Linked DNA regions of Mus musculus: all the other regions are linked to region 2. Evidence: chromatin contacts called from public promoter capture Hi-C data. All regions are on one chromosome and are shown on one strand. The core of a region is the stretch at or near the end of the contact, and the rest is flanking DNA. Distances in the headings are between cores, read along the strand shown.

Region 1 (4,367 bases), core at 1,619-4,118, 2.1 Mb before region 2:
GGCCAAGCTCCCCGTTTACTGCGTTGTGCAACTGCTGTCTGCTTTCTGTGCCTCAGGGGCCACTTACATTCTCTACTATGGTAAGAGAATGTGATCGGGGACAGTTGTGGGCAGAGGTGCCTTGCAAAGATGGAAACTCTGAGTGCCCCTCTCTCTTGAGGATGCCCTACAGAACTACACAGGTGGGAACCTGACAGTGACCGGTCCCAAAGAGGCAGCCTCCATTTTTGCCACTTACCCTTCCCCCTATCTGTCCCTGAACAATGGCTTCTTGGATCAGGTAAGTATGAGCAGAAGATATGGGAAAGTCCCGCACTTTGCCTTGTTTGTTGGGATCCCAGCTCGTTGTTCAGATTTTGGGTGGAATATGGGTTCATTCTACCTTGGTCCCGTAGCTTCTGCTGCACAGATGGCATAGAGGGGGTGGCACAGTGTGTTTGAGTGACAGAAGGCAAATGAAGCACCTATGTGTCACTTGATGGCTTTCCTTCGACCTCTGTCAACCTCAGGGTTCTGGGTACCTGGATGCTGATTGTGGGGCTGTTAGCGACCCTAGACAGACGGAATAAAGGAGCGCCTGCAGGTCTGGAGCCGGTGGTGGTGGGACTGCTGATCCTCACCATTGGACTATCCATGGGTGCAAACTGTGGCTTTCCACTCAACCCTGCCCGGGACCTGGGCCCAAGGATCTTCACTACTTTGCTGGCTGGGGCCCTGGCGTCTTCAGGTAGGAGACAGCTTCCCTTGGTACAGTCCTCCATTTACCCCTATTAATAGCTTTGTCCATGGTTCTCCAGATTCCTCCCCCCCCCTTTTTTTTTTGAGACAGGGTTTCACTATGTACCAGGCTGGCAGAGATCCCTCCATGTGCTGGGATTGAAGGCATGTGCTACCATGTCCAACCTGAGTTCTATCCACTTACATACTGCCCTTGTATTCTTAGAACAGTGTTCCTTCTTCAGCTGGCAAGTTCTCCCTTCCTTCATAGCTCTCCTGCATCCCCCCTCCCCCTTTTCATGCATATAGTAGGTTCAGAGGTGTCCTTGGGCATGCCATACTACTACTTTGGGCTTTAGTGACTCCATCCGTAAAAAAGTCTATTCAGTTTATTCTGCAAGACTAGAGGTTGGACTAAGTTCTGCTGGGGGTTGCTTCCTAAGTGCTTCCCATTCATGAATGTGAACCCATGCTCACTGTTGGATGTCATGACAGGAATAGTGTGAGGGCCTGCCTTACTAGTCCTGGCTTATGGGAAGAGGTGTGTCTAAGAGCCACCTCTGACCCCTCCCTTTGTCTTTCCATTACAGCGCTGGTAATGGCTGGTGGTGGGTGCCTCCAGTGGCTCCTATGGTGGGGGCCACCCTGGGCACAGCCGAATACCAGCTCCTGGTGGCTCTGCACCATCCTGAGGATTTAGAACCATTTCCAAAGGTGATGGCATCTCAACTCAAGGCTTCAGACTTGGTTACTCTAGCTCAGCTGGAGTGTAAGCTGTGACAAGGACCAATCTTATCCCACTCTGCAAGAGCACCATGAGCTGGCCAGCACGCAAGACAGATATTCTTTGTATTACTATGCCAGACTAGGACACTTCTGTTTACCACTCCTGAAGGACTCCAGACTGGTCTTCTACCCTGGGAGCTTCCAGGCACGCAGTTCCTTAAAGGAGCCGCCAGAGGGTGTGCACGCTGGCTTTGGGAAGGTTTCTAGAATCGGGTGGGTGGAGGGATCCTAGGATCCTTTGAGGGGTAGGGCCTGGGAGCTTCTCGAGAGAAGCTTGGTTTCCTCTACTCTCCCTTCTTCACTTTTTCGTCTTAAGACGAGGTCTCCCTATGGAGTACTGAAATCTTCTATGCAGACCATAACGGCTTTGACTTCAGCGTGTTACTCAACACACCTAACAAGAGTGAATCTTTTTTTTTTTTAATGGTTTTTCGAGACAGGGTTTCTCTGTATAGCTCTGGCTGTCCTGGAACTTTTTGTAGACCAGGCTGGCCTCCAATTCAGAAATCCGCCTGCCTCTGCCTCGGAGTGCTGGGATCGAAGGCGCACGCTGGGACCAAAGGCATGCGCCACCACGCCCGGTTTAAGAGTGAATCTTTTTAACAAACAAAACCCAGTTTAAGTTTGACTCGGAAGTGATGGAGCACGCCTAGGGTCTCTGAGAATTTCAGGCCTTTCAGAGCTACATAGTGAGACATCCCCTCCCACTGACTCAAAACAACAACAACAACACAACAAAACCACTCGTACTTTGTGGCATTAGGGATTTGATTTAGGGCCTAGGCAAGGGCTCTGCCTCGGAGCTATCTTCCTGTCTTCTGGCTGCCAGCTCGGGAAATCTCTACGTTTCCTACCTTTGGCCTGACAGGAGCGCCAACGACCTCAGATAGTTCTTCGAGGTGTGTGTGTCCGCGCGCGTAATATACCACCCAAGGGAATGTGGTAAGGGGCAAAGTCAACTACTTATCGTCAGGAGAACCAAGTGGAGAAACTGAGGCACAACTCCCAGTCAATGCATAGCTGTGCCTTTTCAGGAAGTGAAAGGCCTTGAGATGAGCCAGGGCGAGGAGGGAAGCACAGCAGAGACTTGGGCTAGAGAGAAGTGTGCTACGGGGCTTCTTCATCACTACTCCCGCATCAGGCTCCTCCCCGAAGATGGTTTCTGGCAGAGAAAGCAGCATTCGCTCGGTTTCTGGCTTCCAAAATAAAGCAGCAGCATCCCAGCGTCCTCCAGCCTCGCCGATTGTGTGCGTGTCCCGGCTGGAGCTTGGGACCCCCCCCTTCCCTACGCACCAAGATGGCGCACGCCGCGCCCCTCACCTCCCCAAAGCCCCTCCCGCCCCCCGCCCGTGGCCGCAGCCGTCACTTCCGCCCCGCGGCCGAAACTGACACAAAGTAGCGGGCCGGGGCCCCGGGGGGGTCAGGAGAGCCGGGCTGCTGTGGGGGGGCGGGAGCCTGCGGGCAGCGGAGCCGAGCGCCCCCGCCCCAGCCCCCGGCATGGGCCGGACGGGGCCGCCGGGCCGAGCGCCGCGCGCGGAGCGCTAAGGTAAGGCGCTGCCACCGTGGGGCCGGGGGTGTGGACCGGGAGGGTCGGCTCTGGGAGGCGCGGGCAGCGGTGCCACGGGGAGCGGCTGTGGGAGGCTGGAGAGAAGGGCTACCAGGATGGAGAGAACCGGTAGCTGTGCGCAAGCTGGGAAAATGGGGCCCCGAAGGGGCGTGCGGAGCTGGGGTGTGAGGAGTAACCTGGTGCCAGCCTTTAGGTGCCTAGAGAGGGAGTTTGGGGCTGATAGGATTTGTCCCGGGAAGGTGGAGGTCTCTCTGTGCCCCAGGAAAACCAAGGGTGCCAGGGATGTTAGCTTTGGGAGCTCAGAGCTGTGTGGTGGGTCCTGGATACTGTCCTTGGAGAGGGAAGGAAGGTGGCCTCCGGTATTATTGTTTTCTCCTGTCTCGTCTATCTGCTAGCTTCCCCTGAAAAGGCTCTTGGTTGGAAAGGAGCGGAGGCCAGACCCAGAGGAGGAGTCTTTTTTCCTTCGTGGAGCGCTGCCTCTTTCCCATGGCTGGCTATTTTTATCCCAGATGTGGCTGCAGAGGGGGCTGGGGTAGGGTGACGGGGCAAGGCGACGTGGCTGGTGGGCCTAGTCGGTTTAGAAAACCAGGATATCCTGAGAGGGGGACCTTGTTACTGCACCCCTCTCGAGGATTGGGGCCAAAGTTGTTCTCAGTCTCCCCAGGGTCCTAGAGGTAAAAGTACTTTCCTGATCTGTATCCAGACTTGACGCTTGATGGTCAGCTTGCTCCACTGTTAACTCTTTCCAAGAAGGAAGACCCAGATGTTAGGGCTAACGATGCTTGATAGCCTCCCACTCGAGTGGGGCTGGGTAGGAGCCAGCAATGCCCACCCTGCATCCTCTCCTTTAGCGTCTGGTTCCACACTCCACCCTCCCCGTGACTCATGCTCTAGATTGGGTGGAGACCCTGGCTGGGGCCCTGGAAGAGGGTTTGGCATCGCCAAATTGTTCATGAGGTTTTTCTTCCAGAGCCAAGGGGGCAGCCACTGTTGCTTGCCACAGTTGTGGAGAGTCAGGAGTGAAAAGGACTTAGTGCCCCTCAGGACTGTCTGCTCTGAGGTCAAGGAGGGAGTGCACATTAGTGAAGGGAGAGCGGGAGAGGATGGCTGGGCTAGGACCACAGTCAGTAATTACAGAGATTGGGCAGACAGGCAATTAGTATCTCTTGGGACTGACAGGCTAGAGGCAAGGGAACTAAGGAGGGGCAAGGCTTTCCATCTGAAGGAAGAGGAGTTTCCTGTGGCCTGGACTTACACCTTTTTAGGAGAAAGTACATGAGAGGGTGGGAGGAAGCAG
Region 2 (4,599 bases), core at 820-3,319:
AGATGGTATATCTACTCCAAGGGCTATCCTCTACCCAAGGAACACCAAAATCAGAGGGACTTGTTCATGGGGCCCCAAAATCTCATGAAATAAGGCATACCAGAAGGTTCTGTAAATCAACATTCCATAACTACTTCTCTTTCCTCAGACATAGCTTACCTCTGAACTTTGTCTCACCCCCAGCAGGGAAAAGCAGTAGAAACCTGGGTCCAGCTCTTGCCCTCCCTACCAGTGCCTTGGCATCTGGACCAAGAAGCCAATGGATCAGAGGATGCAAGGTAATAAATTACATGAGTGTTTACATGACACACATATACAAAGCCTAGCTTCAGTCAGGCCCTCGAGGCCCTCTAAGCTTCTGGAAAGAGTCTGGCCTCTCTCTCTCTGCACTGCACTCCCAGGCCAGACCCAGGCCTTACTTGACCCATTTTAAAGTTTCAGTGAGCAAGGCTCAGGCAAGTAGGATTGAACACACTCCTTGGGATGGAGGGAGAGAGAGAGAATATGGAGGGCCACTTGAGTTTTCTCAAAGATCAAGGTGTCCTGACACCCTGAATAGGAACGAAGACAGCATGGAGCCTCAGAGTCGTACTGAGCCAGATGAACAGTCAGCCATACTGTAAAATTCACAAGGCAATCCTGCCTGAGACCCCTCCCTCCAGGCCTTTCTGCCCGAGGATTTCTTTTACACAAGTTCCACACCCTAAGGGGCTGAGTCATGCCCTCACTCGGTATCAAGGGCCCCCTCTACAATCGTTTTGAAAAATTCCCAGAAGCAACCCTCCCCCCAACACACACACACACACACACACACACACACACCTTTTCCTGGGAGGGAAGGTGATAAACACAGCAGGCTTTCTGCCCCACCCTCCCACCTGGCCAGGTGCTGGAATGGGGAAGGCCCTACTCTTGGCGGGTTCAAACAACCACATGGCTGACACCGGCCTCCCTGACTGGAGACGCTCACTAATGGGAAGCCGAGGAAACTCCAGCGTCCCACAATCCCCCACACCGCGCTAAGGTCGTCTGTACTGGATTTCCCAAAGCACACGGGGGCCCTGCTGCCTCCAGTTCCAAGTCTGAGCTGGAGGCATATGGAGGGATGTTCTTGTAGAGCTGGGGGCTAAATCGGTTATGGCAGAGTCACCAGGCCAGGCAAGACCATTTTTAAGTAAGTCGTCCCCAAACATTTCACGACCCTCCCAACTTCAGAGTTCCTACCAAAATGCTCCAAGAAAGTTTGTGAGTCGCCAACTCTACATCCACCTAACCCTCTGTGAACTGAGACCCCTCGCACCCGTTCGTCCAGCCAGAGAAACCTGAACTGGAGGCAACTATCAATGGAGACTCAGGGCTCAAGCGGGGCTCCGAGAAGGGGTTGGGATTCGCGGCGAAAGAAGCGACACACCATCGGGCCGCTCCCCCCCCCCCCCCCGCCACCGTGAGCCCGAAGCCTCGGCCGCTGTGACGGAGGGGTGAGGGCGAACTGAGCACGCGGCGCTGCCCGCCAGGTGCCGGCCGCGATCGCCTCCGTTATGTAAGCGGTGGTGGGCTCCCGCCAGCCAGAACAGGCCTGGCACCCCTGCCCCTACGCCCGCTCCGCGCTCGGCGGCCGTGCCCTCCCGAGCGTTATGCAACCCGCAGCAGGGCCCGCGACGGCCGCGCCACTCACCCGGGCCGGCCAGTGTGGGTATCCTTTCATCTTCGCAAACACCAGGTCTCCGCACTTGTACTCTTTCTGCCGGTTGGATCGCGACATGGCGGGGCCGCGGGCGCCCCGGGCTCCGCGCCGAGCCGGGAAGCGCGAGCCCAAGTTTGCGCGTGCGGCGGTTGCGGCGCCGCTGCGCTCCGGCCCTCGCGCGGCCCCCGCCTCGATGCCGGCCCCCGACGCGAGCTCCGGGGCAGCCACGGCGTCTGCGCCCGCGCGCCGCTCGGACAGGGCCGGGCGCGGTGGGCAACACACGGCTCCGGGAGCGCTAGCTCGTGTGGTTGTTTGTGTTTGAAATTCAATTGCTCCCTCCTCGGCGCGAGCGAGGCCGCTTCCTCCACCCCCCGCGGCCCACTCCTCCCCTCGCGCTCCCGCCCGCGGCGGTTCGATGCGCGCAGCCAATCGACGCCTACAGCCTGCCCCGGCCTCACACCCAACCTGGAGGCCGCCAGGCGGGGCTCAGAGGCACAGGCTTGAAGAGCCGAGTGCCGAGCGCGCCGAGCGGGCTTTGTGTGCGGGCGGGTGGTGGGTGCCAGCCCAAAAGGAGCTGGCGCCCGCTGGACAGGCTGCACGTGCCCCTCCCCGGGCTCCTCTGAATGCCCTGGCCAGGCGGGGCCTACTGTGGCCTGCCTTGCGCTCTGTCCCCCCTACCACGTGCCATGTCCCAACCCACGTATTTGCTCTGCGCCTCTGACTTCTAACTAGTTAGACCGCCAAGGCAAGAGGTGTACCCCACACACTCCACGTGCTTCTGTTGGTGGCGGTATAAGAGTTCGAGTCCTACCATTTCAGTCTACTCTAAATTAACAGCTGTATCTGGACTATCACCAATTACCCTCACTAGAATAAGGAGGTCCTAAACGATAAAGACAGTTGGATACCACTAAATCTAGTTTGGAGATATATAGTATTAATTTGAAGACTGTATTTGGCCTGGGTTATATTCTAAGGAATGATGTGCGCAAAACTTGATCTCAGATCTCAAACCAAACAAGATTTTGTTGTAATTACATCTCTGTGCAATGGGTTTTTTGTTGTTTATATCTAATTGTTTTATATCTTATTTTTATTGAGACAGTCTTTTTTTTTTATTTTTTTTTATTTTTCAAGACAGGGTTTCTCTGTGCAGTCCTGGCTGTCCTGGAACTCACTCTGACTGACCTCAAACTCAGAAATCCGCCTGCCTCTGCCTCCCAAGTGCTGGGATTACAGAAGTGTGCCACCACTGCCGGGGGAGACAGTCTTAGTATGTAGCCCTGGCTGGCTGGCCTGCATACTCTCTTTTTAAAGAGATTTGAAGGTTTCTGGTTTTTGTTTGTTTGTTTTTGGTTTTTCAAGGCAGGGTTTCTCTGTGTAGCCCTGGCTGTCCTGAAACTCATGTAGACCAGGCTGGCCTCAAACTCAGAGATCCACTTGCCTCTCCCTCTTAAACGGGTGCACCACCACTGCCCAGCAGATTTGAAGGTTTTTTTTAATATTTATTTATTCATTTATTATTTGTAAGACACTGTAGCTGTCTTCAGACACTCCAGAAGAGGGCCTCAGATTTCATTAGGGATGGTTGTGAGCCACCATGTATGAGTTCAAATGGTCCACAAACAGCTGGGATTTGAACTCAGGACCATTGGAAGAGCAGTAGGCACTCTTAACCACTGAGCCATCTCACCAGCTCAGATTTGAAGTTTTTATTTGTGTTTGTGAATGCATGCTACATGTGTGGTGTGCAGAAGAGAGTGTCAGATCCCCTGAGGCTGGAGTCGCAGGTCATTGTGAGCCCATTCACATGGGTTCAGGGAACTGAACTTGAGTCTCCTGGAAGAGCAGCAACTGACCACCTCTTCAACCCTAATCACAAATTCTTTAAAAAGTTTAATGATGCCTGGCGTGGTGGCACACGCCTTTAACCCCAGCACTCAGGAGGCAGAGGCAGGCAGATTTCTGAGTTCAAGGCCAGCCTGGTCTACAAAGTGAGTTCCAGGACAGCCAGGGCTATACAGAGAAACCCTGTCTCGAAAAACCAAAAAAAAAAAAAAAAAAAAGTTTAATGAGTTTTTTTTTGTGTCCTATAAGTATGAAATTTTACATGTTTTTAAACTCAAATCATGCACATTCCAATTTAATTAAAACTGAGGGTCCTACCCTCTTCTCCACTTGGCTAAAAGGTATCAGTAAGACTTCTAAGTTATTATTACTTTAGTGTAGAATAGAGTTTATTTAGGGCATGGGGAGGGGAGTTGAGGGGGTAGTAGAGACAGAGAAAGGCAGAGTGGGTAGAGGAGTAGCCATGAATACGGAGGAGGGGTGGCGGGGGGGGGGGGGCAGAGAGGAAGAGCAAGAGCAACTTCTAAATTCTTGATGGGGCTGAGAATGGAACTCGGGTGATAGAGCAGGAAAGAGGCCTTAGATTTGATCCTCAGCTTCTCTCTCTCTCTCTCTCTCTCTCTCTCTCTCTCACACACACACACACACACACACACACAAAGAAAGTTTTCTGCTGGCAGCAGCCCTCCCGGCCCCTCCCTCAATGGCCCATGCAGACAGCACGCCACAAGCAGGTTCCTTTTGTTGCCATAAACCTTCCTGGCTTTGGCTGCAATTTAATATCCAGTCCTTACCTCCGCTCCCCCAGCTGCCCTGAGCCAAGCCAAGCACCTCAGAGGCTCAGTTACAGCATGAGCAGAAGCCTAGACCCTTGGGGAGTCAGGCTTCCCTTTGTTCTTTGCGACTGGGAATTCATAGAGAGCAGATTTTGTCAGGTTTGGGGGTGTATGCATTTCTAACAAGCTGTTAGACAGAGCAGCACCTGCAAACCGCCACCTTTGGAGCAGTAAGGCCTTAAGAAAGGGCAACTGACCTTATGATTTCTCTAGCATTCAGTTAAGACCTCA
Region 3 (4,070 bases), core at 986-3,485, 2.0 Mb before region 2:
AAGGCAAAGAACTTCTCCAGGCCTAATCACTCCTGCTAACTCATGCAGATTCGGCCGAGGCCTGGCTGTTTCTGCTAGGTTGTGCCAACACTGCTGTTGATTTGTGTTTGTTATCCTGACACTACCGACCTGGACTGCTGCTATATTCATCAAGTATTTGCAAGTGGATGGGATTTGCTCCAAAGAACAATTTCTAGACAGATCCACCTCCTAATATCCTAACTACCTAATTCCTGTATCCTAATAACTTTCCATTTCCACTGCCTCTAGGAGGGAGGTTAAAGTGTTTAAAAACCATCATTAAAATTAGGGTTGAGAAATATCTAAACAACACAGAGAAATTAACTATAACTTGCCCAAATCCTACAGCTATCAAGCAGTAGACCTGGGATGGGAACTAAACTCATCTGACTATGGAACACCCCCCCCCCCACACTCCAGGATCAAAACGGGGTGGATGGGGGGAAGCCACTTGGCCAGGGTTGCCGGGTCGTGTCTGAGATGTCTGCTCTTGCCTTCAACATTCCTTCTATCTGAGCTGGCAGCCTTCTGTAGCCTTCCTGTTTCAGGCCAGCAACTTGTCTCTCTGCAATTATTTTCAGGTCTCTGTTTACCACAGAAAGGAAGGAGGCAGCACAATGAGAGTCTGTTGGAAATTAATTATATTTTTAAGATAGGGCAAGTTCCACTATGCTTGCCTCGAACTCTGGATCTTCCTGCCTCAGCCTCCAGAGTTTTGGGATTACAGGTGTGTACTACCACATCCTCTTGCTATTTAATCCCATTTTAAATAGCAGGAGAAAAAAATATGTATTTTTTTTAGACAGGGCCTTAGACTCACAGCTATTCACCTGCTTCTGCTTCCCAAATGCCTGCCCCACCACAGGGAGAGAGAACAACCATGCCTTTCTCTCCGACTTATAGCGTGGCTGAGGAAGTGCCATCAAAACCAATCCCATTGTCCTGGGTACAGGTTTGGTTCTGACATCCACAGAGAGCGGTGGATGCCTAGGTCTGAGGCCAGCATGTTGCTTAAATAAGGTCATGTCTTATTTAGGGGTTCAGCCAGCACACACACATTCCAGTTGCCCCATGGACTCTAATCAGCTGAACCCTGAAATGGAAGAATACATTAAAACATACTGGTGTAGGTCCAGGGCTCCCCATCTACATTTTCTTTTCTTTCTTTTTTTTTTCTTATCCCTTCCCTTCTCCCTCTTGCTCCGGCCCGGCTCGCTCAGGCCCATAGGTTTTATTTGTTTCTCATTACAGATGGTTGTGAGCTACCATGTTGCTGGGATTTGAACTCATGATCTCCGGAAGTCAGTCAGTGCGTTTAACCGCTGAGCCATCTCACCAGCCCTAAATTTTCTTTTCAGTGTGTTTCTTTCCCTCTGCATTTGCATGGGAAGCTGCCCTGTAGCTTCAAGCTCTGTAGCTTGGAAGGGAACCTTGGTGGAGTCTGGTAAATAGCAAACGCCGGTTCCTTTGTGTCCAGTCAAGTCATGATGGGTAATCAAAGCCCTACTCCTTGTTGAGCAGTTAGGCTCCAGGTACATCGACAGTGTTTCCAGGAATCTTTATCATGGGCTTAAAAATACATCTCTAATAGGTGAGAAAACTGAGACTTCCGGATCGGGATAGCAATCTTGAGGAGGGTAACACATGTGTCTCTGGGCCAGACTCAAAAGCGCACACTGGTTTCGTTGCCTCTGCAGTAGCCTTCAAAGAGCTGCTCCTCCACTGGAAGATGAGAGGAAATCTTTTTCTCAGGTTATGGACGCCTAAGTTTTCCTTCAGACCAATTAAATCACAATCTCTGGGCTCGAAGCAGACATCGGTGTCTTTTCGGATTCCCTGTTTGATTCCCGTAAGCACCCAGGACACTGACCTGCCTTCTACTTTAACAGCCAGAGCCACTGGCTGGCGCTCATGAAAGCAAAACTCAAGCGGAGGCGCGGATGGAAGGAAGGAGGGGGATATTTCTCCTTATCTCAGCGTCAAAACCTGGGGAGGGGCCCTGGTGGGGGTCCCTGGGGGCTCAGGTGTGGCGCGGCTGCAGGAAGTAACCCCCTCCGGTGGCCCGGAGCGCTGGCCGATTGCGCCATCCTACTGGGCTTTCGTAACCGCGAGCCGGGGCTGCCAAGAGGAGCTTCAGCACCGGTTCCTCAAATGTTTCACTGTTGCCAGGACGGCCGGCTGCTGTGTGTCACGTGCATGTGGGAAGTCGCGCCCACACCGATCTGAGCCACGCCGGGGCGAGCGCTCGCAGTGCGAGCTGAGTGTGGAGCCCGAGGCCGAGGGCGACTGCTCTCGCTGCCCCAGTCTGCCGGCCGCCCGGCCCCGGCTGCGGAGCCGCTCTGCCGCCCGCCGTCCCGCGTAGAAGGAAGCATGCTGACCGTCGGCTGCACGCTGTTGGTCGCCCTGCTGGCCGCGCCCGCGGTCGCGCTGGTCCTCGGGAGCTGCCGCGCGCTGGGTAAGAGGAACCCGGAGCGGGCGTGGGGAATGTGACACTGTCTGGTTCCGTTCGCAGAGTGAGCCCCGCCGGTACCGGCTGCTAGCCTGGGCTGACTCACCTGTGCTGACGCGGTGGAGGTTCGCGCGCCCCCTGTTGCGTCTAGCGCCTATAACTGCGTGCTCCTGTCTGTGTCTGGCCAGTTACCTCAAGTCTGAGTACAGGACAGTGTGTTTTCCTGAAACCTGACTCTGGTGTCTGGTTCCCAGTGTTCCCAGTCTTACTCAACTGCATCCCGGGTCGCTCCAAAAAGAGATACCCAGAGGGCGCGCCCTAGTGGAACAGTAGTAGTCCCTTCTGGAGAGTCCTTTATGCCACTGGCTCTCTCTGCTTTAGTTGTGGCACCTCGCGTGGCTTTCCTTAGTTCTACTACATTCCATGTCGTGTGTAATGACAGTGACCCGACGGTGAAGGGTCTGACATCATGGGCTCTGAGTCATGGGTGTTCCCGCCTCACAAACTTACTCCTTTAGCCAACTAGCCCTAGCATGCAGAATGCCAACACCCACATCCATCCCAATCCTGTGAGTTTGACAGCAAAGGATGTGGGACCTCTTGGAACTGTGCCTCCGCCCCCTGCCCCAGCCCTCCCTGATTAGCAGGTGGACCAGGCGGAGGGTAGGGTAGGGGCACTGTGTTTACCTTCCTTGCACTCTGCCTTGTAGGTCTAGGCCTCTCTGTGGGCTCTGGCTTCAGGCCCAGCAGCCTGCCTGGTCTCTTCTGGAGGAACTGGGAGACTGCTTCTCTACAGGTTATTTTAGGGGCTGAGGGCTTATTCAACAACATAGAAAGAGCCAAAGGACATGGGGGAGATTTATCCTGTGCTGGTCGTGGGGACAGTGGCTTCCAGGCTTTCTTTCTGCCTGGAAGGTAGAATTCCTCAAGCTTGGTTTGTTACCCCTACCTATATTTTCTTTATATATATATATATAAAGAAAATATATATATATATTAGACAGGCTCTCCCATAACCCAGGCTGGCCTCAAACTTGTGCCTCTTCTGCCTCTATCTCTTGAGTGCTGGGATTTCAGGTATTAACCCACCCTGTATTTTACACGTTTTTAATCCTCTACAGGATTGACATAAAGCTTTGGGAGGAGCCTGAGGTTCAGAGAGATGCAATGGGAAGCATCAGGCCCCTCCGTGTCTCAGTGTTCTCCTGTGGGTACAGCTGAGGGCGTCTGGGGTAGGCTGAGCACCACTATCATCTGGTGGGATTCTGGGGGAGAAGACACTGATGAAAGAGAAGATCCCCGCTTAGCTGTTCATGGTGCCAGGCAGGACTGAGGTCCTCTCTTCCATCTTGGGAGAGCAGGACTGGGCCTCTCTGCCTGTCTCAGTTACTACTCAACATACCCCAGCGCCCCCACCACCACTTCCCTTTGTTCCTAAGGAGCTGCAAGGCACTTCGGAGACAGCGAGTTCTGTTTTCCTGTGGTTCAGAAAGGACACCCAAGGGTGGGGGTGTCTTCTGACCCAAACAGCCTTTAGAAGGCAGAACTGGGAGTCTGGGGAGGAAGTGAAAGCCCTGCCAGTTTAGAAGGAAGAGGCAGA

Evidence for each region. Promoter capture Hi-C pulls out the DNA fragments that hold promoters and counts their contacts.
Region 1: a promoter capture Hi-C map of pre-B cells shows a contact between it and region 2, with 2.9 times the contacts expected there. The contact joins the promoter of Atp8b2 here to the promoter of Hdgf in region 2. A contact is called at or near these places in 2 of 39 promoter capture datasets (hippocampal neurons and pre-B cells) and 1 of 9 other capture datasets (liver).
Region 3: a contact with region 2 is called in a promoter capture Hi-C map of liver, with 5 times the contacts expected there. The contact joins the promoter of Il6ra here to the promoter of Hdgf in region 2. A contact is called at or near these places in 2 of 39 promoter capture datasets (both in liver).

Annotation. Positions count from the first base shown.
Region 1 is chr3:89,961,839-89,966,205 of GRCm38.p6, reverse strand. Atp8b2 (ATPase, class I, type 8B, member 2) reads left to right here and starts at 2,868. Exons shown (of 28, transcript NM_001081182.3): 1 at 2,868-3,049. It also overlaps the pseudogene Aqp10-ps.
Region 2 is chr3:87,903,791-87,908,389 of GRCm38.p6, reverse strand. It overlaps Hdgf (heparin binding growth factor), which reads right to left and starts at 2,069. Exons shown (of 6, transcript NM_008231.4): 1 at 1,676-2,069. The coding sequence starts at 1,762.
Region 3 is chr3:89,911,361-89,915,430 of GRCm38.p6, reverse strand. Il6ra (interleukin 6 receptor, alpha) reads left to right here and starts at 2,235. Exons shown (of 10, transcript NM_001310676.1): 1 at 2,235-2,476. The coding sequence starts at 2,392.